Regions from separate parts of the Mus musculus genome. Here all the other regions are linked to region 1. A link is a contact called in public promoter capture Hi-C data. All regions are on one chromosome and are shown on one strand. Each heading gives the region's core, a stretch centred on a gene start, on an enhancer-like site or on the middle of the called end of the contact. The rest is flanking DNA. Distances are from core to core; before and after follow the strand shown.

What was found. Promoter capture Hi-C pulls out the DNA fragments that hold promoters and counts their contacts.
Region 2: a contact with region 1 is called in a promoter capture Hi-C map of liver. The contact joins the promoter of Slc25a16 here to the promoter of Atoh7 in region 1. A contact is called at or near these places in 9 of 39 promoter capture datasets (the C10 cell line, the HPC-7 cell line, cranial neural crest and 4 more), 2 of 484 Hi-C or Micro-C datasets (the N1E-115 cell line and embryonic stem cells), 2 of 115 datasets of contacts at active chromatin or transcription factors (large pre-B cells and pro-B cells) and 3 of 9 other capture datasets (adipose tissue, liver and pancreatic islet).
Region 3: a contact with region 1 is called in a promoter capture Hi-C map of liver. The contact joins the enhancer-like site here to the promoter of Atoh7 in region 1. A contact is called at or near these places in 7 of 39 promoter capture datasets (the HPC-7 cell line, the SN4741 cell line, embryonic stem cells and 3 more), 1 of 115 datasets of contacts at active chromatin or transcription factors (embryonic stem cells) and 1 of 9 other capture datasets (pancreatic islet).
Region 4: a contact with region 1 is called in a promoter capture Hi-C map of liver. The contact joins the promoter of Dna2 here to the promoter of Atoh7 in region 1. A contact is called at or near these places in 9 of 39 promoter capture datasets (3T3-L1-derived adipocytes, the HPC-7 cell line, cranial neural crest and 5 more) and 2 of 9 other capture datasets (liver and macrophages).
Region 5: a promoter capture Hi-C map of liver shows a contact between it and region 1. The contact joins the enhancer-like site here to the promoter of Atoh7 in region 1. A contact is called at or near these places in 12 of 39 promoter capture datasets (3T3-L1-derived adipocytes, the C10 cell line, the HPC-7 cell line and 8 more), 2 of 15 datasets of contacts at CTCF or cohesin (large pre-B cells and pro-B cells), 1 of 484 Hi-C or Micro-C datasets (the G1E-ER4 cell line), 2 of 115 datasets of contacts at active chromatin or transcription factors (embryonic stem cells and large pre-B cells) and 4 of 9 other capture datasets (embryonic stem cells, liver, macrophages and 1 more).

What each region holds. Positions count from the first base shown.
Region 1 is chr10:63,096,826-63,102,069 of GRCm38.p6, forward strand. Atoh7 (atonal bHLH transcription factor 7) reads left to right here and starts at 2,960. Exons shown (of 2, transcript NM_001364648.2): 1 at 2,960-3,711; 2 at 3,911-4,455. The coding sequence starts at 3,331. The coding sequence ends at 3,919.
Region 2 is chr10:62,918,308-62,923,551 of GRCm38.p6, forward strand. Slc25a16 (solute carrier family 25 (mitochondrial carrier, Graves disease autoantigen), member 16) reads left to right here and starts at 2,326. Exons shown (of 9, transcript NM_175194.2): 1 at 2,326-2,574. The coding sequence starts at 2,445. Gm25862 (a small nucleolar RNA gene) reads right to left here and starts at 5,217; the gene lies at 5,089-5,217.
Region 3 is chr10:63,264,991-63,270,234 of GRCm38.p6, forward strand. Herc4 (hect domain and RLD 4) reads left to right here. Exons shown (of 25, transcript NM_026101.4): 5 at 4,638-4,714. Among named protein-coding and RNA genes, the nearest start is that of Gm51767, 9.7 kb to the right of the region's middle. Within about 2 kb of position 3,116, at least 3 of the 459 cell types and tissues checked have an H3K27ac peak or open chromatin away from gene starts, as enhancers often do. A contact at or near this core is called in liver, where this site is marked.
Region 4 is chr10:62,944,601-62,949,844 of GRCm38.p6, forward strand. Dna2 (DNA replication helicase/nuclease 2) reads left to right here and starts at 2,429. Exons shown (of 21, transcript NM_177372.3): 1 at 2,429-2,569; 2 at 4,583-4,765. The coding sequence starts at 2,493. Slc25a16 (solute carrier family 25 (mitochondrial carrier, Graves disease autoantigen), member 16) reads left to right here. Exons shown (of 9, transcript NM_175194.2): 9 at 1-1,894.
Region 5 is chr10:62,963,593-62,968,836 of GRCm38.p6, forward strand. Dna2 (DNA replication helicase/nuclease 2) reads left to right here. Exons shown (of 21, transcript NM_177372.3): 14 at 213-437; 15 at 1,308-1,501; 16 at 2,825-2,914; 17 at 3,008-3,212; 18 at 4,061-4,150. Among named protein-coding and RNA genes, the nearest start is that of Rufy2, 14 kb to the right of the region's middle. Within about 2 kb of position 2,904, at least 6 of the 459 cell types and tissues checked have an H3K27ac peak or open chromatin away from gene starts, as enhancers often do. A contact at or near this core is called in liver, where this site is marked.

The sequences.
Region 1 (5,244 bases), core at 1,710-4,209:
TGTCTGTCTGTCTGTCTGTGTGTGTGTGGGGGGGGGGTTGCCAATCTTTACTATGTACTATTCACCAGACATGTGCTTATTATTAAGTCAGTTTGTATAATTTATTGCCCTAGTCCCTCCATCTGACATCCATGTACTGACTATTAAGTATTTTCTGGGCCGTGTCCTAGGCACTGGGGTTGTAACCTAAAGCTTTCTGACCTTTAAGAATGGCAGTGCTAATCATATTCCTGAAACTTTTATGAGTGCGTTGTCTGGCTTCTGGAACTTACTGGTGGAGCTCTCTTGCCCCATTAGCAAGTGAGGGGCATAATTAGGTAATCTCATAATTTTTTGTTTGTTTTTGTTTTCTGAGACAAAATTTCTCTGTGTAGCCCTGGCAGTCCTAGAACTCTCTCTGTACACCAGGCTGGCCTCAAACTCAGAGATCTATCTGCCTGTCTCTGCCTCTGCTGAAATTAATGATGTGCACCACCACTGCCTGGCTGAAATCTCGTCTTTTTTTTTTTTTTTAAGATTTATTTATTTTATGTATGTGAGTACATTGTGGTTCTCCTCGGACACACCAGAGAAGGGCATCAAATACCATTACAGATGGTTGTGAGCTAACATGTGGTTAGCTGAACTCAGGACCTCTGGAAGAAGAGCCGGTGCTCTTAACCACTGAGCCATCTTTCCAGCCCTTGAAATCTCAAGTTTTAAAGCCTCCAATATAAAAGGATTCAAGAGACTTGACCTATTTTCTTAATCCAGCCATATATGTTTCCAGTTTCCAAGCATAGTTCTGGGTCCCTGAACTGATATCTTCTCTATAAGATAAATGGAGGCGAGGGATAAGCTGAGCCAGGGCATTGTTTGCCTAGTATGTCAGAAGCCCAGCCCCCCACACACCCGTAATCCGTCACGTTAGAGGGATAGGTCACCCTCAGCTATGTAGCGTGTTCATAACTGTGTCGAAGAGAATTCTGGGTTCGATCAGGTCGGTTCAATGCTGATGTCAATAGATTTCTTCTTCTCCTATTGATCTCAGAATCTCTCCTGTGCCGATTTTCCGTCATGAGTGTCACAGGACTGTCCAGGTGTGGGATAGCAGTGCTCTCAATGTCTTCCAAGAAGCCTGTGGGAAGTGCGTTACTAGATGCTCCCCCGCCCCCCCCCCCGCCGCCGCCCCCTGACACCCTTTTAGTTAAGGTCCTCTAACTTTGGATCAATTTCATGTCACATGTAGCTTGTGTTCCAGTGTTTCTTCTTCCCCTTTATGATAATGCTTTTGATTCTCTGGTTAGGTGGACCAAGAAATCTTAACCTATCCCGGATACACAATTTGCAAAACCATATGTCTTATTAATACTCTGGACACTAATGGGCAGGAATACATGGGCTGTTGTGCAGGGAGATAATCCGCGGTGTCTCCTAGAGGGGACTCTTCAGGGGAGGAGGGTGAGCTAAATTAATACGAAGAACAATAGCCCAAAGAAAGCAGACTTCTGCGAAAACCTTAAAAAGCGAACGTTTGACATCCTGATGACTAAAGAACACAGTTGTTCCCAGCGCAGAACTGCTGCTCCCAACGTGACTGTTAGGACCGAGGAGTGATGGAGCTGAGTGGCTCTGTGCAAAAAGTCTGTGTCCAACATCTGTCGCTCTGAAGATTATTAATGTTCAATTGCTTCCCATTGTCTTCAAGTTATTCAACTTCATTTCCCCGTCAGTGCTTTAGCTGGGGACTAATAAACTATTTATGGGAAGACGGGGCTTGAAGTCAGGGTGGTGGTGTTGGGGCTGTAGTCTGAGGTACCAGCGGGGTAAACAAGTCCAAGTTAAAAGGCCTCTTGATTTGTATGTAGACGATTTAACTAAACAAAAAAATCTGAGGTTACATCCATGGTTCGAAAGGAGAGAGAGCTTCCTTGGCCCTTCCTGAAATATAGAACTGAAAATATTAGAGCCTGTTTCTTTGCCTTTACACTCCCCTGAAAAACAAGAAACAAGCTGAGACGAGAGGGGATAATTAAAGATTTCTCTGTGTAAATCTAATAATTATCAGTGGTGGAAATCATGTTTTGTTACTGTTCTTGAGGACAGAGGACATAGAACAACACTGAATTGCATGAAATATTTTTAGTGGTATAAGAGACAGGCAAAAAGAAAATGCATTAAGATTTTTTTAAACTCCCCAAATTATTTAGATGTTTCCGTTTTTGCATACACACGTGCATGAAGATGTCTTGTTAAGTTTAAATGGTAAACAATGAAGCGATTAGTTATCATTTCAGTTTGTGGCTCAATATTAATGAACAAGAAAATGAAATAGAGCTGCTGAATAAACCTGTCAAGGCCTTGGAACCCACAGAACATAGTATCGAGGTGAACACTGACACATTTGTATCTTTGGATTCATCTTAAGTTGTTTCACAGAAATTATTCACAGAGTCACATTCCAGGCCTGCAACAGTATTTGGATTTCCTAATTTGTATGAATTTATTTAGTAAATTAAATGAAAATGTTAATACTTTATCGCCGCTTCTTAACAAAGCAAAATCTTGATAACCTTCGGATACGCCCTAGCAATGTTAGAAGCAACATCTTCCCGCAAAATGATTTTTCTACTTAATCATTTAAAAACCCGGCCTTTGTTTTTTGATATGTAAGCTTCCTGCTGGTTTGGGAAAAGATGGACCAGGCTCTCCCTTCACCCCCACCTTCTTATTCTATTGGGGACAGTCAGACCAGGCCACTCCAGATGGTGTGTTAGTTAGCGTTGGACATAGCTTTGGAGACACTTCAACAGACGAAGGCAATGATGTCAGGATTTTGCTGTGCGTCGCCCCCTCCCCCCTGCCGTTCCCAGGGTAGGAAGGTGCTGAGATGGGAGCGGAGGGACGCCCGCCCACCTGCCACCACCTGTTCCCTCCTTGAGCCCTGGGCTATAAATTCTCCTCCCTCATCGCTCTGTCCGACATCTACTGCAAGCTGTCCAAACGCTCCTGACCTAGCAGAGCTTCTGGGAAGATTTCGTCACCCCGAAAAGCAGTCTCAGGCTTTCCCAGAGAACTGGAAAGGCTTTCTATCCCCGACCCCCAAGAACGATCCGCAGCAAACTGCAAGAAAGTTTCCTCCTCGTTCAACTTTACGTGTTTGGGGTGGAGTGGGGAGGAATGACTTTTTCCTGAGCATCACTTCCACTGCATCTGGGCAAGGGAAGGGACTTCCCAGCAGGACCCAAGCTAGGGTCCCACACAGTGTCCTCTGGCCACTGACTGACTGCACGTGAGTCGCTCCGTCTGTGTCTTATTCACTCTTGGGAGTCCTGCAGAGCGGCAGCGTGGATGAAGTCGGCCTGCAAACCCCACGGCCCTCCGGCGGGAGCTCGCGGCGCGCCCCCGTGCGCGGGCGCAGCCGAGCGCGCGGTCTCGTGCGCGGGGCCCGGGCGGCTGGAGAGCGCGGCGCGCAGGCGTCTGGCGGCCAACGCGCGCGAGCGGCGCCGCATGCAGGGGCTGAACACGGCGTTCGACCGGCTGCGCAGGGTGGTGCCGCAGTGGGGCCAGGACAAGAAGCTGTCCAAGTACGAGACACTGCAGATGGCGCTCAGCTACATCATCGCGCTCACCCGCATCCTAGCCGAAGCCGAGCGGGACTGGGTCGGGCTGCGCTGCGAGCAGCGGGGCCGCGATCACCCCTACCTCCCTTTCCCGGGTGCTAGGCTCCAGGTAGACCCTGAGCCCTATGGGCAGAGGCTCTTCGGCTTCCAGCCGGAGCCCTTCCCCATGGCCAGCTAAGCCTCGGGGCCATTTGGGTCTTAGGGGAGAAAACTCAATCACCTTTTCTGCTTAATTTCCTTCCCGTTTCAAACAGGTAGATGAAATGAGTTCATTGCCTCCCTATCTCCACTTCTCTTGTGTTTTGTAGGTTTCATGAGTGGACATCGCGAATGACTTTGGACTGCTGTGAAAATAATGCTCTGTTCCTTTTAGCCTAAGACAACGGGGCTGGGGTCTAGCCGAGTTTGTAGAGGACTTGTCTTGCATGTATAAAAGTGGGGTTGAGCCCCAGCTGCCGCTTAGGCAGAGCACGGTGATGCACGGCCTGTAATCCTAGCGTCATTCAGGAGGTGGAGAAACATATATATTTAAATATTTAAGACCCCATGTCAAAAAAAAAAAAAAGATTGAATAAGACTGGTACTAAACCATCAGACAGTTAGTTACCTTCTTAAACTGTGCAAGTTTGTCCCTATTGGGCGAAGTTGTATTATGTGACTTGTTTATGTTCTGAGCAGCTACCTTGTGGTGTAAATGCATTTATGCTCCGTATATTGTGTGTGCATGCATCAGATAGAGTAAGACTTTTTTTTCCCCCCTGGGGTCGAGGGTTGGGGAGCTGGTAGAGTACTTGGGTATGAGCGCTCTGTATTTTTTTAACTGTACACATTAAAATATAGATTTTGTAAAATACTAATGTGAGTGTGTTTTGAACTTACACATATTCTACTAGTTTCCTAGAGACACTCAAGAGCTATTGGGAGGGGTGATGTTGAATGCGTCCGGGTATAGACAGGGAGTGGTTTTATTCCTCCCAAGCCAGTGTGGTGGCTCACCTTACAATCTCAGCTTTCTCAAAAATAGGCAGGAGAATCACCCTGGGTAACATTAAGCTAAATTGAAATAACATGTAGCTATCAGGTACGAAGATATTTAATATTCAATATTTTAGTTTCCTTACTAAATTATCTTATAAGTATCCAGATACATCCATTCTAACAAGTGTGCAGGAACATCCACACACACAATTGTACACATCTGCAGATGCTGATGCATAGCCACCCAGAAGAGTATTCCTGTTTCTATAACAACAGGAAAATTAATGTTGCTTGTGGAAGTGTTTTCCTTATAATTTACGATTTGAACAGTGAAGGCTTCACTACCATCATGGTCAAAAGAGAGTGTCTATACACACGGAATGGATTTAGATCGCTTTAACAAGTTTGCTGAGCCACGAACAGATGAAAGCCTTCATCTAGAGAGGCTGTGCTCAACAATACTGTGTGAATTGGGGGAAAAGCCTGTTCACAGTTAGAAAAAACAGGACACTGAAGTTATCAGTGCATTTGGAATCTGTCACAAGTCAACAAAAGCAACAGCTCCCACATCTTCTGAGTATGGATTCCAAAGCCCAGCTACCAACACAGCCTGTATGTTAAATAAATATATAGGACATCTCCATCAGAATGGTTGCTTAACAGC
Region 2 (5,244 bases), core at 1,076-3,575, 180 kb before region 1:
TCTTTTCTTTACTGAAATAGTTATGGTTCAAGCAGGTGGGAGGCAGAGGCAGGCATGGTCTACAGAGTGAGTTCTAAAACAGCTAGGGCTACACAGAAAAACAGAATTTTTTTTTTTTTTTTTTTTTTTTTTTTTGCTTAGGATGGGTCTCCTTCTCATGTAGCCCAGGAGTGCACAGCACCACATCCAGTTACTTTGGTGCTGAAGGTCCTATTAGAACGTGTTGCAGTCTATGTAACGTAGTTACATCCTCAAGCCCTTAATCTTATTCTTCTAACAGGTTTCACTCTGTAGCTCAGGGTGGCTTTGACAGAACCATGTAGGGCAGGTTGGCTTCACACTCTTGGCATTTTTCTTGCCCCAGCCTTTCCAATGTTGTCTTTACAAGTATGAGCCACGATGCCAAGCTATTTTACATCTTTAGGATCAGCAAGTCGGCACAGTGGGGCAAGGGTACTTTCTAGTACACCTAAAGGCCTGAGTTCCAGCCACAAGAGACACATGTAGTGAGGAGAAAAACACCTGACTCCAGAAGCTGTTCTGTGACCTCCACACATGTGTTCCCCCAACCACAACATGAATGAATTAATGCCTTAGCTGTTGTGTCAAAAACAGACAGTAGAGAGCAAGAGAAAGCAGGGAGACTGACTGGTCTGTGGTCTTTCTAGTGTATGGACAGAACACAATGTTCCCATTTGTGGCAGGGTGAAAGCTGAATGAACAGTATACTTAGGAGAGAAGATGGGGAGTTTAAATGCCTGTAACCTAGATGTCAGATACAAATGCCTAGCATTTGATAAGCTCTGAGGTCAATGGATCCCTAGTTTGTTTTTTTTTTCTCTCCCCCGACACCCGTCTCACACACAGAGAGAACAACCGAGACAGAGAGAGAGAGATACAGAGGAAGGGGGGAAGAGAGACACAGATAAAGATCACCCCAGGAGTGGTGGTGAAATCCTCCTGTACTCTTAGCACATGCAGGGTTGAGGCAGAAGTATCTCAGGCTAGAGACCAGGCTGGGCCATATTTAGTATTTAGTCCTAGGTCACAGATGTGAGGGTGATGCAGTTGCACCATCTGTCACTCCACTGATTACCAAGTTGACCTGCTGTCTTTTTATTTATTTATTTATTTATTTTTGTTTTTCGAGACAGGGTTTCTCTGTGTAGCCCTGGATGTCCTGGAACTCACTCTGTAGACCAGGCTGGCCTCGAACTCAGAAATTCGCCTGCCTCTGCCTCCCAAGTGCTGGGATTAAAGGCGTGGACCACCACGCCTGGCGACCTGCTTGTCTATGTGAGTGTCTCCTCCCCTCTTCCCACTCCATGTACATGGCTTCCAGAACTACATGCCTGTTTGGACAAAGATGACCTTCCCCTAAGAGAGAAGGACACCATCTTTGATAAAGGGTGTGGGAATAGATGTGTCACCCTGCTAGAATCTCCAAACAAGCCAAGCCTCCATAGCCGGTCCCGAGAAAGGCAGGGAGAGAGGAAGAAAAAGAAAAGAAGGAGAAATAAAAGAGAAAGAGTTTGTGAAGACAGCAGGTTAAAGAATTTATCGTGTGTGAGATCAGAAGATGGGAGTGGATCAGAAAGACAGGGAAGGCTGAGCTGCTTGTGTTAATGCCAGAGGCACCATACACACCACACACACACACACACACACACACACACACACACACACGCGCGCGCGCGCGCGCGAATCAAACCCAGGTATTCTACAAGAACAAGAGTGCTTTTAACCGCTGAGCCATCTCTATGGCTCTCAACATTTATTATAGTGTGTGCGCGTGTGGGCGCGCGTGCTGCCAAGTTGCATGTATGGAGGTCTAAGAATAATTTGTGGGAATCGACTGTCTCCTTCAACTAGGCCGGGTCTGGAGACAACTCAGGTCGGCCAGCCTAGTGACAAGTGCCTTCAGCCGTTGAGCCAGCTAGCTTGTCTAGCATTTTCTTTTGACACAGTATCTTTCTCTCTGCAGCCTGGGCTAGTCGGGAACTCACTAAGTTACCCATGCTGGTCTTGGTCTGGAGGTGATGCCCCTGCTTCAGAGTCCTGAGTGCTGGGATGACAGGCATGAGCTTCACTACATAGCTCAAGCGGGTCTTGATCTCCATGGTCAGGAGTCATCAGGTTCGCTCGTGCTGAGACTGCAAGCCTGAATTTACTGGTCTGGCTCAAGAGGCTCGCAAACCTTCAGCAGGAAACCCGGGACCCTGAGTGTCGCAGACCCCCTGGGTGACGCCCACTTCCGCCTTGCTCTCTTGGACGGGTCCCAGCGGCGGCTGCGTGCGTCATCATTCCTCGCCGCCGCGCGCCATGGGCATCATCTGGCCCCGCCCGCGCGGCGGCTGGGCTCCTGTCAGAGCCGGCTCCAGCCATGGTGCTGCCCAGTGTTTTGTAAGTTGGCAGCGGAGGCTCGGGACGTGGCGCAGGTCCCGATGGCGGCCCTGGTGGCTGCGGCGGCCCTGGCGGCGGCCGAGCCTGCACCCGCGGTGCCGCAGGCGGCTGGGAGCGGGGGCCCGACCTCACGCCGAGACTTCTACTGGCTGCGTTCCTTCTTGGCCGGAGGTCAGTATCCGCCGCCCGGACCCCGGGGCTGGGTGTTGAAGCCGGTCCGCGGGCCGATCAGACAGTCCCGAGCTTCTCCTGCTGCAGCACCCAGCCGGGCCTTCACGTCAGCCCCTGCAGCCGGGGCTAATCCCTCCGCTGAACCAAGCACCTATTTCTTAAGGTTGAAAACAGGATCCTTTAGGTGGGACATGGTGGGGACCACCCCTTTCTGTTACAAACAACACGTGTGACAGTGTAGGATTGGGTTTTGCTGTTTGCTTGAAAGGAAAATAAGTTTTGGAGGTGGAGGCCAGCTTGGGCTCGCGTCCCCTTCGCGTGAGTGTGCGCGCGCGTGCGGATAATGATTTGAGAATATTTAATGTATTCCCCCCCGCCCCCCCACCTCAAGAGCCTTATGTAGTTGACGCTGGCTTTGAACTCCCGATTCTCCTGCCTCTGCATCCCAAGTGCTGGAATTACAGGCACATGTCGCACAGTCCGTCTCTAGAGGCTAACTTTGAAAAATAGACTAGGATATGAGCTGGACATGGTGGAATGTGCCTTAAATCGCAGCACCAGGCAGATGCAAAGGTCGGCAGATCTTGAGTTTGAGGTCAACCAGGTCTTCATAGCAAGTTCTGGGCAAGCAAGGAATACAAAGTGATACCCTGTCTCAAAAACAAAATAAAATGACTAAGGATATTGTGCAAAATTGCCTACAACCGCCCAGCGGTGGTGGTGGTGCACGCCTTTAATCCCAGCACTTGGGAGGCAAGCAGATTTCTGAGTTCGAGGCCAGCCTGGTCTGAGTGAGTTCAGGACAGCCAGGGCTACACAGAGAAACCCTGTCTCGAAAAAAAAAAAAAAATCAAAAAACAAAAACCAAACAGTTGGAGAAGCAGGCCCGCAGACCTTGTCATGCGATAGAAGATAGATGGAGGTGATAGCAAAGATCCCTGGCTTTGTTGTTTTGGTTAATCTTGTAGATAGATGATGGTAAACTGATGGACAAAAGTGGGAGGGGCTTGAGAAGAACAACAAATCTGTAGTCCATGCTGTAGACCAGTCTGGTCTATAGAGTGAGTTCCTGGACAGCCAGGGCTACACAAAGAAACCCTGTCTCGGAAAATCAAAAAACAAAAAAAGAAAACTGCCTACAACCAAAACTGGTTCCAGGAATCGTGGTAAACAAGCTTGTAACTGCTTGAAAAGAAGCACTGTGCTTTGTGCTTACTCTACCAGATGGCTTGCATGTGCCAGGGTTCCTCTCCCTTTCAGTAAGCAGGTGTTTGTAAGTTTGTATCTCTTAACCTCTCCCTCCCCACAATGATTGATTATTTGAGTTGTCATCAGGTAATTATTTATGTGGTTTTTCTTTTCTTTTTTTTTTTTTTTTCCCAGACAGGGTTTTTCTGTGTAGCCTTGGCTGTTCTGGAACTCACTTTGTAGACTAGACTGGCCTCGAACTCAGAAATCCGCCTGCCTCTGCCTCCCGAGTGCTGGGATTAAAGGCATGCGCCACCACACCCGGCTCAGTTAATTATTTATGACTGGCAATAAAAAAAATACACATCATGAGGTCTTATGGAAAGATAGGGTCATAGCTTGCAGCTGTTTTGGGAATGTAATTATTTTCTTCTCAGATTAAAAAGACATTTGTTACTTAGTCCTAGCACTCGGGAGGCAGAGGCAGGCAGAATTAGCTCCAGGCCAGTCTGGTCTACAGCATGAGTTCCAGGATGGCCAGAGCTACACAGAGAAATTCTGTCTTGAAAAACCAATGTGTACACAATGTGTGTGTGAGTGTGTGTGTGTGTGTATATATACACTGGCCATGATGGGAGTCTTTTGAACCTCAAAGCCTACTCCTAGTGACCTACCTTCTCCAACAAGGCCACACCTCCCAATCCTTTACAACATTTCCACCAGCCAGGGACCAGTATTTATTTGTTTATTTAATTTTATTTTTTGGTTTTTCCTGCCTCTGCCTCCCAAGTTCTGAGATTAAAGGCATGCGCCACCACTGCCCGGCACAGGGACTGAGTATTTAAGAATATGAGACTTTGGGAACTATGATGGTTTGTGTATGCTCAGACCAAGGAGTGGCACTATTAGGTGTGGCCATGTTGGAGTACTTGTGGTGGCCTTGTTGGAGTAGATGTGTCACTGTGGGCATGGACTATATATAAGACCCTCATCCTAGCTGCCTGGAAATCAGTATTCTCCTCGCAGCCTTCAGATGAAGATGTAGAACACTCAGTTCCTCCTACACCATGCTGACATGTTCCCACCTTGATGATAATGGACTGAACCTCTGAACCTATAAGCAGCCCCAATTAAATATTGTTCTTGGAGTTGCTTTGGTCATGGTGTCTGTTTACAGCAGTAAATCCAAGATAGGGGCCATTCTCATTCAAACCTCTACATGAACCCTTCCCATACTGCCCTGGCTTCCCAGAGGTACTTTGAATATTTTTTTGGATCTTAGGTTGGGGTCAGCATTGAGATCAGAGATACCAGTATCCATCAGAAAACTATTTTGAAGGCCTCTAAGAGGAACCGAGACGTACAACAGATTGCTTACACTGCCAAGGATTTTGTTCTTGGCAGCCATTGCATCACCAGATCCCCAGGAAGAAGGAACCCTATCTCAAAAGACAAAAAACAAAAAACAAAAAACAAAAACAA
Region 3 (5,244 bases), core at 1,866-4,365, 170 kb after region 1:
GGTATGTACCACCATGCCCAGCTCTTGGTTTATATCTTAGAAGGAAACCATTTAGCTTTTATCCACTATAATGTTAACTTTTGCTTTTGTTGTTTTTTAAGATCTTATTTTTTTATGTGTGTGTTTTTTGCCGGCATGTATATATATGTATGTACCATAAGAGTACCTGGAACCCAGAAAAGCAGAAGAGAGTATCAAATTCTATGGAACTAGTGCAGTAGTTCTCAACCGTCCTAGTGCTCCCTTTAATACAGTTACTCACGTTACAGTGACCCCCCCACCATAAATTTCTTTTTTTTTGTTTTGTTTTGTTTTGTTTTATTTTGAGACAGGGCTTCTCGTGTAGCCCAGGCTGTCCTGGAACTCACTCTGTAGACCAGGCTGGCCTTGAACTCAGAAATCCGCCTGCCTCTGCCTCCTGAGTTCTGGGATTAAAGGCATGCGCTACCAACGCCCGGCTATAAAATTATTTTTATTGCTTTATAACTGTGATTTTGCTACTGTTATGAATTGCAGTGTAAGTATTGGATATGTAGCCCCTGTGAAAGGGTTGTTTGACCATCCCTAAGCGTTGAGAACCACTGAGCTAGAGCAACAGATGGTTGTGTGCTGACATGTGGGTGCTGGGAACCAAATATGGGTCTCTCTGCAAGAGCAGCAAGTGCTCTCAACCACTGAGCCATCTCCCCAGCCCTTTGTTGAATTTCTTTTCTTATCTCAACATAATAAAGACTTTTTATATATGCCCCCCTTGCTTTTGTGAAACAGGGCTTCTCTGTGTAGCCCTGACTATCCTAGAACTAGACAAGGTTGGCCTCAAACTCACAGAGATCTGCCTGCCTCTGCCTCTGCCAGAATTAGAGGTATGTGCTACCACTGCCTCATGCAATATGCCCGGTTTATACCTCTGTGTTCAGCCTCTAGCTTCCTTTTTTGTTGTGTCCTTACTTGTGATTAGTATCAGAGTAGATGGATTCATTTCTCTGAGTTTTTTGAAATAGGAGTCAGTAAGAAAGACTTTTTTAAGAATCAGTATCAGTTCTGTAAATGTTTTTTAGAATTTAGCAGAGAAGCTCTTAGGTCTGTGCTTTCTTTTCCATGGACACATTAGTATTGATTCTATCTTGCTCCTGTTACAGGTCTGTTGAGTTTCTTGATGGTTCTGTTTTGACAAAGCGCTTATGTTCAGAAATTGACTTGTTTCTTCTGGGTGATGAGGTTTATTGTGTAGAGTTGTTTGTAATAGTCTCTAATGTCCTTTGTAATTTTGTATCACTTGTAATGCCTCCCTTTTCATCTCTGATTTTATTTTAAATACCTTTAGCATTTCTTTTGCATGTATGTGTATATGTGGGTGTGCATATGCAGCAGTGTCATGTGTGGAAGTCAGAACAACGTGCAGGACATAGTGCTTCTCCGTCGTGAGTTCCAGGAGTTGAATTCAGATCTTTAGACACGGCAGCAAGTGCTGCAGTACTGAACCATCTAGTTGGCCCATGACTACTTTATTAATCTACTTAGGAGGATGCCCATTTTTGTCTGTTGAAAAACTTTGTACATTTAAACAAAAAAAACAAACAAAAACCAACTCTATTTCTTTATTTCTACTGTGGTACCTATTTTTCTTTCCATTTACTAAAGTTGGGTGCTTTTTGTTTTTGCTTTTCTTGATCTTTGAGATAAGAATGGATGTTTGCAGGGTTTTTTTTTCTTTTTTTTTTTTGGTCTTATTTTAACGTAAGTACTGATTGCTGAAATCTCAGTACAGCTTTCCTGTAGTCCATAGGTTTGCTGTGTTTTTATTTCCCCCCTTTTAAAGAAAATTTTTCCTCTTTTGATCCATTTGATTGTTTAGAACTAAGCTGTTTAATTTTGTATAGTTATTTAGTCTCTAGTTGTTTCTTGCTACTAGTTTCTAGTTTTATTGTATTGTGACTGAAAAAGATAAGATTTTGTAAAAAAAAAAAAAAAAAGAAGATTTTGTCGGGGCTGGTGAGATGGCTCAGTGGGTTAGAGCACCCGACTGCTCTTCCGAAGGTCCTGAGTTCAAATCCCAGCAACCACATGGTGGCTCACAACCATCCGTAACGAGATCTGACTCCCTCTTCTGGAGTGTCTGAAGACAGCTACAATGTACTTACATATAATAAATAAATAAATCTTTTTTAAAAAAAAAAGATTTTGTTTTTTTTTTTTTTTTTTAATTGAGGGGCTAGGGGTAGAGCTTATTTGAGAGATAGTGCTTGTTGCCTTGTTGCAACATGGCACCCGCCCCCCCCCCCCCAAGATCCAATTGCATGTTCTTCTAATCCCAGTACCAGGGTGGTGACAGAAGCTTTAGATGGTCGTCCTCAGATTAATAACAACTTTGAGGACAGCCCAGAATAATAAGTGAGACCTTTATCAAACTAAGAAAAGGGGGAAGATACATTATTGAGAATTGGTTTGTGGCCTACTAGGTAGTTCAGCCATACCCTGGAGAATATTCCACATGCTGTTGTGTAGAAGGTTCTGAGGTTCTGTAGTTGTCTGCTAGGCTAGTTTGGTCTAGGGTACCTTTTGACTTCTGATTTTGTATTGAGTTTTTCTTGGCTATCCTGTCAACTACACAAAGTGGGACATTAGAGTCCTGTGTTACTGTGTTGGAGTTGATCTCACTTAGGTCTAGAATACCTAGAGGACGTGTTTTGCATATTAGGATGCTCAGATGATATTGAATTGTTTTCTGAGTTGACTCTTTAGCACTGCATAGTGCTCCTGCCTCTCTTTACTGCTTTTGACTTAAAGTCCCTTTCATCTGACAGAAGTATGGCTACTGTTTTCTGTTACTTCTCTTTGCCTAGAGTATCTTATTCCATTGCTTCACCTTGCATTTTGTCCTTAGAGGTAAAATGAATTTCTTAGAAGCAGCTCTTAGGATCTAATTGGGGTGGTCCACACCTTCAGTCCCAGCAGTGAAGAGTCTGAGCCAGAATTGTCATTTAGGTGAGCTTGGACCACCAAGTGAGGCTGTCTCAAACAAACCAAAAAGAAGTAGTAGCAGCTGTATGTGTTTGGATTTTGTAATTCACTCAGTTACTCTTCTTGTTTGTTTGAAGAGGGACTGTCCTGGAACTATGTAGGCCAAACTGGCCTTGAACTCAGATCCACTCGCCTTTGCTGAGATTAAAGGCCTGCTCCACCATGCCGAGCTCAGTCACTTTTTTTAACTAGAGAATTTAGTGTGTTGTCATTTAAGATGTTTGTTTAATTTTACAGTGTCTCACTTTGTAGTTCTGACTGGCTTCAAACTCTGTAGACCTTGAAAAATGGTGCATTCACCAAGTGATATTTGGCTGTGACTGTGTTAGGCTTTGGGAGTCCCGTGGATATAGGATATAAGATGAATTCTGCCTTTATAGAGTTCATTGTTTAGCATATGAGACAGACACTAAATGAATATATAGTAGTGATAACTGTATGAAAACAGGAAAACGTGTGGTTCTTTGAGAATTTAGTATTTTGAAATGTTTTATATGAACTTGTAAATTGAAGTTAATAATGAAAAGATGAATGTGGTGTGGGTGGTACCCACCAGCAGGAGCAGTTAATACCAACTTTAGCACAATTAAACACATCCATGTGTTTTTGTTTCTAGCTCTTTTGCATTTATTTTGTTATAGCATTCTGTTATACCGTTAAAAACTTAAGGTACATTAGAACCTGCTAGTTTAAAGCAGCACAACTCTCAGGTTATATATGTGTGTGTGTGTGTGTATATATATATATATATATATATATATACTAAATAAAAGTGTATATTCTTATGCACTGTGGAGTTAGAGCTAACTGCCCCTTTTCCTGCTCACAATAATATTCACTGCAACTGTCTTTGGAAATCATAGGGATCAAAACTCTGTTCAGAATTTGCTCCAGACTTTGAGTTGGCAGAGTCAGGTCAGGTGGCAGTATCAGCTAAAGTCAGATAAGAAAAATTCCTCTTACCTTTCCCTTGAGAAACCTGTATTTAGAAAAGCAGGAGAAGATTGGTCAGGTGAAGGGGAAGTGTGTAAGGTGCTTGGGATGTAGCAGCCAGCCCTCCCCAACTCCCCAGGAACGCATTGTGGCTAGGAAAAGCTGAGAGTGTGATAGCATTACTGATTATTGATTATCATAAATGACATTGATTATCATAAATGCAAATGGACTAAATTTCCCTAGTTGAAACAGGAGTGCCACTGATGTGGCTGTAAGCAGAAGAGTAGGTGGGGGACTAGGATCCATCATTCTGATGTTGGAGATGTGGAAAACACCAGGTTCCAAATAAACTGCCAGGTTTTACACTAAAAATTAAGAAAAGTCTTAGATAATGGAAGAAAATGCTTGAGTGATCAACGCATCCTGAGGGATGTTTATCTATAAGCATGGTTTACCTTGCTTCTATTCTGTCTTTTTAAGTGTTTTCTCAGCATATCTTTTTATACTTGTATATTCTGATTATTGGTTTTAACCTGAAGTTTTGATAATTGGCCGTGACTGAAAGAGACAGCATGCCCTGAAAAGTCAGCAGACAACTAGCCAGTGAGTTGCACATGAGTAGCACGTAAGATCCACTTGTTCCACAGAGGGAATTAAGTCTGCTCTCTTTTCTTTTCTAGAAATATTAAAAGTCTTTCGGATATCCAGATAGTACAGGTTGCGTGTGGTTACTATCATTCGCTTGCACTTTCTAAAGGTAAGCACTTGTCCCTTTCTAACTAATTACTTCTTGGTACTCTGAACAAAAGGCCGCTGGGTTTTCTTTTACAAGATTTGTCCTGATTTCATTTCCATGTATTTTAAATCAGCTGTTAGTTTCTATGTTTACAAAGCTGCTGAAATATTTGTTGAGCTTATGGTGTCTATAAATCAGTATTAGGGTAATCTTTACAGTGTTAAGTTTTCCAACACATGAACATGATACTTCTGCATGTACTCTGTTTCTCTTACTAGGCTTTTTTCCTTTGTTTATTCAAGACCGGGTCTTATATATCAATACGGCTATCCTTGAACCCACTATGTAGACCATGCTGGACTTGAATTCACAAAGATCTTCCTGCCTCTGCCTCCCAAGTGCTGGGACTAAAGAAGCACACCATTACACCTGGCATTAGTGTTTTCTTTTATCTGCAAATACCTTATATGCCTTTATTATATTTTTTACTAGGTATTTAACTTTTTTGTGCATTATGTAATTTTTTTAACCATATAGGCTTGAAATTGGGT
Region 4 (5,244 bases), core at 1,179-3,678, 150 kb before region 1:
TGAAGGGGACGTTCGCCCTGATACAGGAACCACTGGTATTTTAATACTTGATTTCTTTGAGTTTTAAAATCACAGATCAAAAATTCTTAGCATAATTTGTTTTTTTCTTTTTGATGGGATCTCTGTATGTTGCCCTGGCTGGCTTGGACCTCACTGTGGAGAGACCTCCTCTTTGTAGAGAGGCAATCCTCTTGTCTCTGCCTCCCACATACTGAAATTCCAGGCATGGGTCACCATGCCTGCTCCAACATATTTATTAATGGCAAACGTTATACCTTAGCACCTTGAAAAGCCATCTTGGGTAAAGTGTTATTTGGAAGGAAAAGAAGGTTCGCATTTGAGTTCAAGAGATTGCCCTTAGTCCTACCATACTTTCCAAACTCTGCATTGTAATTGTGGTTACTGAGGGGGAGGGGCTGGAATCGAACCCAGGGCCTTTGCATGCCAAGCACATGTACCCACTAGGCCACATCCCCAGCCTGCCAGCGCCATGCCACTGAGCTATGTCACTGGCCTCTTCCTTTCTTAGGATGGTGCTGGGGATCACATTCATGCATGCTGATTGTGTAATCGCACACTGCCAATGGTCCACACCCCAGCCCGCTAACCCCGCTCGTTATTTCCCCTCCCACTCTGTCCCTTCTCTACTTGTTCTGGGGAGTAAACTCAGGGTCTCTCTGCCTATCTTGCTAGATAAGCGCTCTACCTCTGAACTACATCTCCAGCCTTCTAACATTGTGTAATGTTATTTAAATCAGCTGACTTCCTTTTATTGTAGCAGAATGAGAACTGAAAATGTAAGGTCTGTGAAACAGAGCCAGCAACAAAGTAGTGTTCTTATTATGTTTCTTCTCAGAATTCTCTCCAGTGGGTAAAAAGACACCTTTCCGTCTAGTGGTTTGAGAAGCACTTCCTTCCTTGCGCTCTTTCTTTCTAACTCTCTTTGGGGATTGAGTCCAGGACGTTGTACATGGCAGGCATGATGAGATCCCATCAGAAAGTCAGCTGTACACTGAGGTATATCCCCAGTTGTCCTTCCTTCTCAATAAAATTACTGTTGTATTTGAAAGGAGATTGTCAACAAATGAAGAAAGTCCCAGGTCTTGTTCAAATGCTATTACCATGAACTTTGATTATCATGCCACTGCGTTTCCCAGAGGCAGTTATGATAAAGATTAAATATCTTTGCCCTTAAAAGGAGAGTAGCATTGTAGATGCTTGTCTAAAATAACTTGGTATGTACTAGGAAATGTAAATGGACCATCAATTTAGATGAAGCAATGTTTCTGAGGTATTATGTCAAGATATAAGTTCTTCCATGTAATGTAATTTTAGTGTGTCATAGTCCGAAGCGTAAATATAAACCACATTTTGATTGTTACATTTTAAAAAGGTTGTTTAGAATATAAGAATTCTGATCATTGTGTTTAGAACACTTTTTGTTGTAAGCATGACCCATGGAGTAGAAGCATCAAGCCTTCTCTAGAGGTAGTTATTTGTAGAACTGATGTGATTTTTAAAACATTAAAATTAAGCTGCAAATGTTATTTCTGCATTTTTTCATGTATATAAATATTTCTTGTCACATCTTGGAAAAAATTGGATGAATTAGTTTCATTTTTATAATCTTTACTTTAAAAATAAAAATGTATCATGTGATTTGTAAATGTACCAGGAGTGGGGATAAGTCTGTTTATAAAACTCTTTTGTATATTTTAATTTCTGGACTACATTGTAGCTAATTATTCCATTCAATCTTAAGGTAATTTAAATCTATAAAATAAATATCGCAATTATATTATCAATAAAGAGAACTGAAGATATTTTCTAAAATAAGAAATTGCCTTCTATGTCTGTTATAGAATCCATATGATATTAAAAGTAATTTTTTATCCTTGTTTTGATGGCTTGGTTTTTTTTGTTTGTTTGTTTGTTTTTTTGAGACAGGGTTTCTCTGTGTAGCCCTGGCTGTCCTGGAACTCACTCTGTAGACCAAGGCTGGCCTCGAACTCAGAAATCCGCCTGCCTCTGCCTCTGAAGTGTTTGGATTAAAGGCGCGCGCCACCACGCCCGGCTTAGATTTACTTTTTAAAAAATTTATTTTGTTTGTGTGTGTGTTTGTGAGTACTATGCACTATGTGCATGAGGATGCCTTTCCAGGCCAGAGGGTGGGAGGCATCAGATCCCTGCAACAAGACAGGTTCGTAGTGGAAATTCAGCTGCATCTCCCGCTCTCCTGCTCTGAAAAGCCCGAGACGGGGGATTGCTATGAGACGCGTGCAGTTGCGCGGCAGCCCAGCAGGTTCATGCAGGCATCCGGTCCTGGAGTGGAGACGGCGGAAAAGCGCCTCCGGTCCGGCGCTGTGCTTCCCGGCGCGGAGAGCGCGGGAGCCGCTGGCGCGCGGGGCGCCTGCTGCGCATGCGCAGCGAGCTGGCGCTTCTCTAGCGCCGCGAGTTACGGCTGCCCGCTCTCCCGGCGGGCTTCGGCAGGAATGGAGCCGCTGGACGAGCTGGACCTGCTGCTGCTGGAAGAGGACGGCGGAGCGGAGGCCGTGCCGCGGGTGGAGCTGTGAGCCTGCGGGAGGGCGGCGGGCGCGAGCGGGACCTGCGCGGTTTTCCCGGGTGTTAGCTGGAGGGTGATCGTCGGCCAGTCTTAATTGGGACCTGAGCTTGCTGGTGTAGCCCGCTGCTTTTTCACACGTCAGCCCACCCCTGTCATTGATACTTTGGATTTGATTTTGTCTTATTTGCATGTGCGGAAGACCCGCTTGTGGCGGTCGGAGGAGCACCCGTGCTAGTTATTTTCTTTCACGTGGGACGTCGGGGTCAAACTCCGGGCTGAAGGCTTGCCAGGAATCGCCTTTAGTCAGACGACCCAGTGTTCGTTCGTTCTTTCTTTCTTTCTTTCTTTCTTTCTTTCTTTCTTTCTTTCTTTCTTTCTCTCTCTCTCTCTCTCTCTCTCTCTCTCTCTCTCTCTCTCTCTCTCTCTTTCTTTCTCTTTTTTGGTTTTTTGAGACAGGGTTTCTCTGTGTAGCCCTGGCTGTCCTTGAACTCACTTTGTAGACCAGGCTGGCCTCGAACTCAGAAATCCGCCGGCCTCTGCCTCCGGAGTGCTGGGATCAAAGGCGTGCGCCACCACGCCCGGCTTTTATTTATTTTTAAATTTACTTAAGTGTACATATGCAAGTGCCTGAGTTTAGAGGCATCTCCTGGCGCTCGTGCCATCCCTTCAATATATCTTTTAAGAGCTCCTGGAGGTGTTACACCCGGTATACAGTAGGTCCAAGCCCTCTAATGCCATAAAGATTAGTATGATTGGCAGCTCCTGGCAGCAATTGCAGTGAACCTTTCATGCTGCTTCCCGCGTCCCTCTTTTTTCCTTCAAGCAGTAGTTGGGCGGACCAGGTACAGCAAGCAGGTGCTGTGCCACTGAACATTGTCATGCCCAGCACAGCAGGTGCTATGCCACTGAACTTTGGCATGCCCAGTATATCAGTTATCTGGAAAATGGACAGGACTAGCTCTCTTTAGTTGTACTTCCTAATTGCTTTCGACTGTGGTAGAAGCCCTTTTTGGTATTTTCCAGTTTTTGAGGTAGCCCAGGCTAGCCTCGAGCTGAGATGTGTAGCCAGCCCAGGACGGCTTTGACCTTCTGATCTCTGATCCTCTTTTTTTCCACTTCCCAAGTGTTTGTTTTGTTGCTGTTGTTTTATACAGGGTCTCATTTTGTAGACCAGGCTAACCTTGTGTGGTTAGGAGGTAGGAGTGGGCCCTGGAGGCCCAAGAAAAAGCCACACAGGCTGATTAATGTCTAGTCCAGGTATTGGTGAGAGTTGGCCAAACTGGTGGGCATTCTCCTGTTTGTAGACTGACCCTAACCCGTACCCCTCCCCAGTTCTAACCATTACTGCCTTCTAGTTTGAATACTGATCAGAATATATGTAACCATGTATCAAGTACAAAGGCAGAAACTTACAAAATTACCGTCTTGTGCTTTCAGGAGCTATGGTAGCCACCCTCTAGAGAGAGTCTGCTTCCTTACTTAAAGCAGCTTGGGTGTCTGGCTCTTTGTGTTTGATCTCTTGCAACACTTGACTTTGTGGTAGTTCCCCTGCCCCAGCCTCCCTAGCCATGGGAGTGGTTCATCGTGTCCAGCTTCCCTTATTGCTCATATACCTTTTAAAAGGAGAAGACTCACTTCTTGTTTGCTTTGAGATGGTTCCGCATGTCGTCCAGGCTAGCCCAAACTGCCTACGCATCTAAGGATGACTCCGTTCTCCTGCTTCTGACTCTTCGGTGCTGGGGTTAGAAGCATGAGCCACCACACTCAGACACCTAGTTTGTGCAGTGCTGGCCATCAGATCGACCCCCAGCCTTTGTGCACGCTTGGCAAGCCCTCTACCAACTGAGCCCCAGCCTCCAGCTCTTACAACAGGAATTCTCCCCCTTGTCTTTCTTAAGTTTAAGGTTTTCAGATCAAACAAGACTAGAAAACCAGAAGATTGACTTGGGCAGAACACAGCCAACTCTCGGCTGCTTATCTCGCGGCTCTGATAGGATGGTTTCTATGTTTTCGATTTAGACTTCGGAAGAAGGCGGACGCTTTGTTTCCAGAGACAGTTCTGAGCCGAGGAGTGGATAACCGGTACCTGGTGCTAGCTGTTGAGACCTCGCAGAATGAAAGAGGAGCCGAGGAGAAGCGCTTGCACGTCACGGCGTCCCAGGACCGAGAGCACGAAGTTCTGTGCATCCTGAGGAATGGCTGGTGATTTGCATTTTTGACTTTGAGCCATGATTTGGTGGTCTGGTGGTTTGTTGTTTTTGTTTGCTGTCACGTAGCCCAGGCTGTACCTGAACTGATGGTATCTCGCCTCCACTTCCTTACCTCCAAATGCTGCGATTACCTGGCATGATTTGGTAGCGTCTGGAGGACACCACCTGACCTAAGGCCTTGAGTGTGCCAGGCAAACTAAGCTCCACCCCTAAGTTCCCGTCCCAACTCTAGGACATCACCTGAAAACCCATCTTGCGTGGATAAATTATTTGAAAGGAGGTAGAGATCGTTCAAGGGTAAAGGTGCCTGCTACCCAAACTGAAAACCAGAGTTTGATACCTGGGACTCACCCCATACAGGCACACAAAATAAAAATGTTAAAAAAGAAAAAGAATAATCTTAAGCAGGCGGGGGGGGGGGGGTAAAAAAGAAGGTTCAAGAAATGGTTCAGTGGTTAACAGCACTTCCTG
Region 5 (5,244 bases), core at 1,654-4,153, 130 kb before region 1:
ATCTCAAACTCCCTGGAGTCACCAGTCTCTTGAGGGTTAGGTGCATCATCTCTGAATGAACACAGACCCGGCAGTCCTCTGTTGTATGTGTGTTGGGGGGCCGATTCTAGTCTCACTGAACGTTGTAAGTGTTTGAAAACTGTAAGCCTGTTAACAGTTGTCCGGTTTCAAAGTGATGATGTTTTCCCTGTTCCTCGGCCTCCCATTTCTAGGTGAGGATCCTCTCTGCCTGTGGGTTCAGCGTTCTGCTGACCAGCTACACGCACTCCGCCGTTGACAATATTCTCCTGAAGTTAGCCAAGTTTAAAGTCGGATTTTTGCGCTTGGGTCAGTCTCATAAGGTCCATCCAGACATCCAGAAGTTTACAGAGGAGGAGATTTGCAGATCGAGGTCCATTGCGTCTTTAGCCCATCTAGAAGAACTCTATAACAGTCACGTAAGTCAGTCTGATTCTTACTGTGTGTGCTTGTGCGTGTGTGTGCGCGTGTAGACGTCAGAGGACAGTCTCTGTTATTTCTCAGGTTGAGACAAGATCTGTTTGTCCTGGAGCTTGCCAAGTAGGATAGACTGGCTGGCCAGCCATCAAGCCCCAGGGAGTCCATCTGTTTCTCTGTCTCTGTCTGTCACCTATGTCCTAGACCAGGCACACCTTGAAGTTTCTTTGTAGTTAAGCTTACCTTGAAGTCAATTAGGAGCTTGGGGTTCCAGGCCAGTGCCCCATGGCTCCAGGCCTCCCCCATGCCTCCCCCCATGCCTCCTCCATGCCTCCCCCCATGGCTCCTCCATGCCTCCCCCCATGGCTCCATGCCTCCCCCCATGGCTCCAGGCCTTCCCCCCCCCCCAACTCCCATGCCTCTAGGCCTGGCTTGCTTTGAGTTTGGGGCACTATGCACATTAGGCTCTGGTCTTCTGCATATATGGCTTCCTGGTCTCCCTCTTTGCCTTTATCCTCTTCACAGCATCTCTTGCAGAGCAAGGGACTTAGTAATGTGCCAGGTATGATGGTGTGTGTCTGATCTCTCAACTCCCTTGGAAGCTCAGGCTAGCGGTCGCCTTAGACCCAGCAGTTTCAGGCCAACCTGTGCTACATAGGAAGTTCAGGGCGATCCTAGACTAAGTAAGTAACAAGAGTCTCTCAAGAAACAAACACACGATACATGTTTCTGAATTAAATAGTATTGAGAGGTTCTTGCTATTGGAGGGGGGGGTGGTTTTGATCTTTTAATTTCAGAAAGAGGCCGGGACGGGGACCCAAGTACCATCTTTGACATTTGGTAAATGGCTTGTTTTCTGTGCTTGCTTGTAGCCTATTGTTGCAACAACCTGCATGGGAATAAATCACCCAATATTTTCCCGAAAAACCTTTGATTTCTGTATTGTGGATGAAGCATCTCAAATCAGCCAGCCCGTCTGCCTGGGCCCACTGTTCTTTTCGCGGAGGTTTGTGCTGGTGGGGGACCATCAGCAGCTGCCTCCCCTGGTTGTAAACCGAGAGGCAAGGTGGGTAGATGCTCTTGTCTGTGTCCCGTTGTTGTGTCAGGCACTGATCAAAACCGTCCTGGGGGAGGGAAAGATTTTATTTGGCTTATAGATTATAGTTCACCACTGGGGGAAGTGAAGTCAGGAACTGCAGCAGAGGCTCACGGGAAGCACTGCCGACTGCCTCGCTCCCAGGCTCACAGGGAGCACTGCCGACTGGCTCGCTCCCAGGCCTCTGTCCAGCATTGGGACAGTGGGCTCGGCCCTGCTCCTGCATCAGAGAACAATCACAAAACGCCCCTTGGACATTCCTATATGCCAGTTTGATGGAGGAAATTCTTCCTTTGATATTTGTTCTCTCTTCTCACTATGTTCAGTTGATAACAGTGGGCTGTAGACATTTCATTTTAGTGTTTGTTTTGTTTCTGAGACAGAGTCTTGCTGTGTATCCCCAGCTGGTCTGGAACTTACTTTGTAGACCAGAGATCTGCCTGCTTCTGCCTCCCAACCTGTGTGCCCTCACCCAGGTTTCAGTTTTGTTTTTTAAAGATTTATTTTATTTATTATATGTATGCATACTGTAGCTGTCTTCAGACACTCCAGAAGAGGGCGTCAGATCTCATTACGGATGATTGTGAGCCACCATGTGGTTGTTGGGATTTGAACTCAGGACCTTCGGAAGAGCAGTGTTAACCACTGAGCCATCTCTCCAGCCCTTGGTTTGGTTTTAATAGATGGATTCTGCCATATTATCCAGGCTTGAAGCATCTTTTCTGCCTCAGGCTCCCACCTCAGGCGTCTAGCGAGCTGGGACGGCAGACCCGTGTCACCACCCAGTACTGAAGCTTTAACTGTAGGAAATGCGGCTCAGCTCTCAATGTGTTTGCCTGCCGTGCACGGAGCCTTGGGTCCGTTCCAGTGGTGCATGACCCAAGCCTAGTGCACAGATTTCCAGCACTTGGGAGATCGATGCTGGAGGGTCAGAAGTTCAAGGCCATCCAGTGCTACCTTTCAAGTTTGTGGGTTCGATTTGACCCCTGTCTCAAAAAAAAAAAAAAAAAAAGAGCAAGTTTTTATTTTAAGCTGTATTTTTGAGAACCAGTGAGATTGCGCAGCAGGAAAAGCCCTTCCCAAGCCTGAGGAGCAAGTTTGATCCCTGGAGCCTCAGTTAAGGTGGCAGAAGGAGAGGGTCACTAAAGAAAGTTGACCTCTGGCCTCCACTGGATCATCACGGTGGGCAGGCAAAGCAGATGCACATCTCTGGATCGGTAGCTAAAGGTAAAAAAGGAGTTGGATTCTTTTCAAGGGACGCTTCGGTGTGTTTATGATATGGTTTGTTGGCAGAGCTCTGGGCATGAGCGAGAGCTTGTTCAAGAGGCTGGAGCGGAACGAGAGCGCTGTGGTGCAGCTGACCGTGCAATACCGAATGAACAGGTGTGTGCAGCCCGCCAGCCCTGGGTGCCTGGCTGCTCCTTCTCCGTCCCCATTCAAACCCAGGTGGTGTTCTCTGTTCTCTGACTCTTCCAGGAAGATTATGTCCCTGAGCAACAAGCTCACATACGCAGGGAAACTGGAGTGTGGGTCAGACCGAGTGGCCAACGCAGTGCTAGCCCTGCCCAACCTCAAGGACGCAAGGCTGAGCCTCCAGCTTTATGCCGACTACTCTGACAGCCCCTGGCTGGCTGGAGTGTTAGAGCCAGACAATCCCGTGTGTTTCCTTAACACAGACAAGGTAAGGGCAGAGTGAAGAACATTTTCAGTTCTTTTAAAATATTTGTCTTAGTATTTAAATTTCTCAGCTTACTGTACCTTTTTGACCTGATTGCTTAGAACCAAGTTTAGTACATGCTCACGTACGTACATACGTACGTACGTCCACACCTCAGCGCAGCACCACAGTCCTGTCTGTCTGTCCTGGTTCTCCCCTGGCCAGCCTCAGACTCTGAGATCTATGATCCTTGCCTGTGCCTCACAAGTGAGCTACTAAAGTTGTGCGTTATGGCACCTCCTGGCTACAGTCTCTTGGGGTCTTTGTTCTATAGGTTGACAACATGTCAGGGTTAACTTCTTTTTTTCTTTTTTTAAGGATTTATTTATTATATGTAAGTACATTGTAGCTGTCTTTAGATACTCCAGAAGAGGGAGTCAGATCTCGTTACGGATGGTTGTGAGCCACCATGTGGTTGCTGGGATTTGAACTCTGGACCTTCGGAAGAGCAGTCGGGTGCTCTTACCCACTGAGCCATCTCACCAGCCCCAGGGTTAACTTCTTAAGGTTGGGGTAATTAGGAAGGATGGAATTAGGAGGATCAGAGACAGACAACAGTGAGGCGTGTGAGAGCCAGCCAGAGGTGTGGAGTGCTTTTTATGCGTCGTCATGTGCTTCTCTGGAAATAAACTCTGCCTGTGCAGCGCATGTCCGCGGTGGGTGCGTGTGTCTGTGTGTATGCACGCGCATGCCCCTGTATATTATTTCAGACTGCTTCCCACTTATCTCCAGACCCTAGTCGGCAGGCCTTTGTAACCCCCTGCTGCTTGAACTTGACAGATCGCATCACTGACTCACGGTTCTCTGCCTAGGTCCCAGCTCCAGAGCAAGTTGAAAATGGTGGTGTTAGCAATGTCACAGAAGCCAGACTCATTGTCTTCCTAACCTCAACTTTTATAAAGGTAATGCAGGGGTGTCCAGGTTAGTCGCTCTGCATGCAGAGAAATTATTGACTGTTTTGTTAAATATCGTTAGACACTTAAGGAACAGAAGATCTGGTGTTAAAACTTGTTCATTGAGATAAGGAGGGTCAGGATCTAGAAACATGGCTCAGTGGTTAAGGTCTGGTATCTTAGAAAGAACTGGAATTCAGTTTTTGTCATTTGTGTTAGACACTTCACAAACACCTCTAACTCCAGCTCACAGGATCTAAAACCCAAATCTTAAGACTCTAAAAGCGGGCCGAGCGTGGTGGCGCACGCCTTTATACCCAGAACCTGGGAGGCAGAGGCAGGCAGATTTCTGAGTTCGAGGCCAGCCTGGTCTACAGAGTGAGTTCCAGGACAGCCAGAGCTACACAGAGAAACCCTGTCTCGAAAAACCAAAAACCAACCAACCAACCAAACAAACAAAAAGGACTGGCTGGAGAGATGGCTCAGTGGTTAAAAGCACTGACTGCTCTTCCAGAGGTCCTGAGTTCACGTCTCAGCAACCACATGGTTACTCAAAACCATCTTTAATGGGATCAGATGCCCTCTTCTGGTGTGTCTGAAGACAGTGGCAGTGTACCATATAAATAAAAAATAAGTAAATCTTAAAAAAAAAAGAAAGAAAGAAAGAAGGAAGGAAGGAAGGAAGGAAGGAAGGAAGGAAAGACTAAGAAAGAAAGAAAGAAAGAAAGAAAGAAAGAAAGAAAGAAAGAAAGAAAGAAAGACAGAAAGACAGACTCTAAAAGCCACAATCAGAAAACTTAAGGCCGGGCGTGGTGGCGCATGCCTTTAATCCCAGCACTTGGGAGGCAGAGGCAGGCAGATTTCTGAGTTCGAGGCTAGCCTGGTCTACAAAGTGAGTTCCAGGACAGCCAGGGCCACACAGAGAAACCCTGTCTCGAAAAACCAAAAAAAAAAAAAAAAAAAAAAAGAAAGAAAGAAAAGAAAAGAAAAGAAAGAAAACTTAAGAATTTTTTGTTGTATGTTGTGACAGGGTCTATATATATCTGGCTCTCCTGTAGCCCAGACTGGCCTAGAACTCATAGAGGTCTACCTCCCTCTGCTTC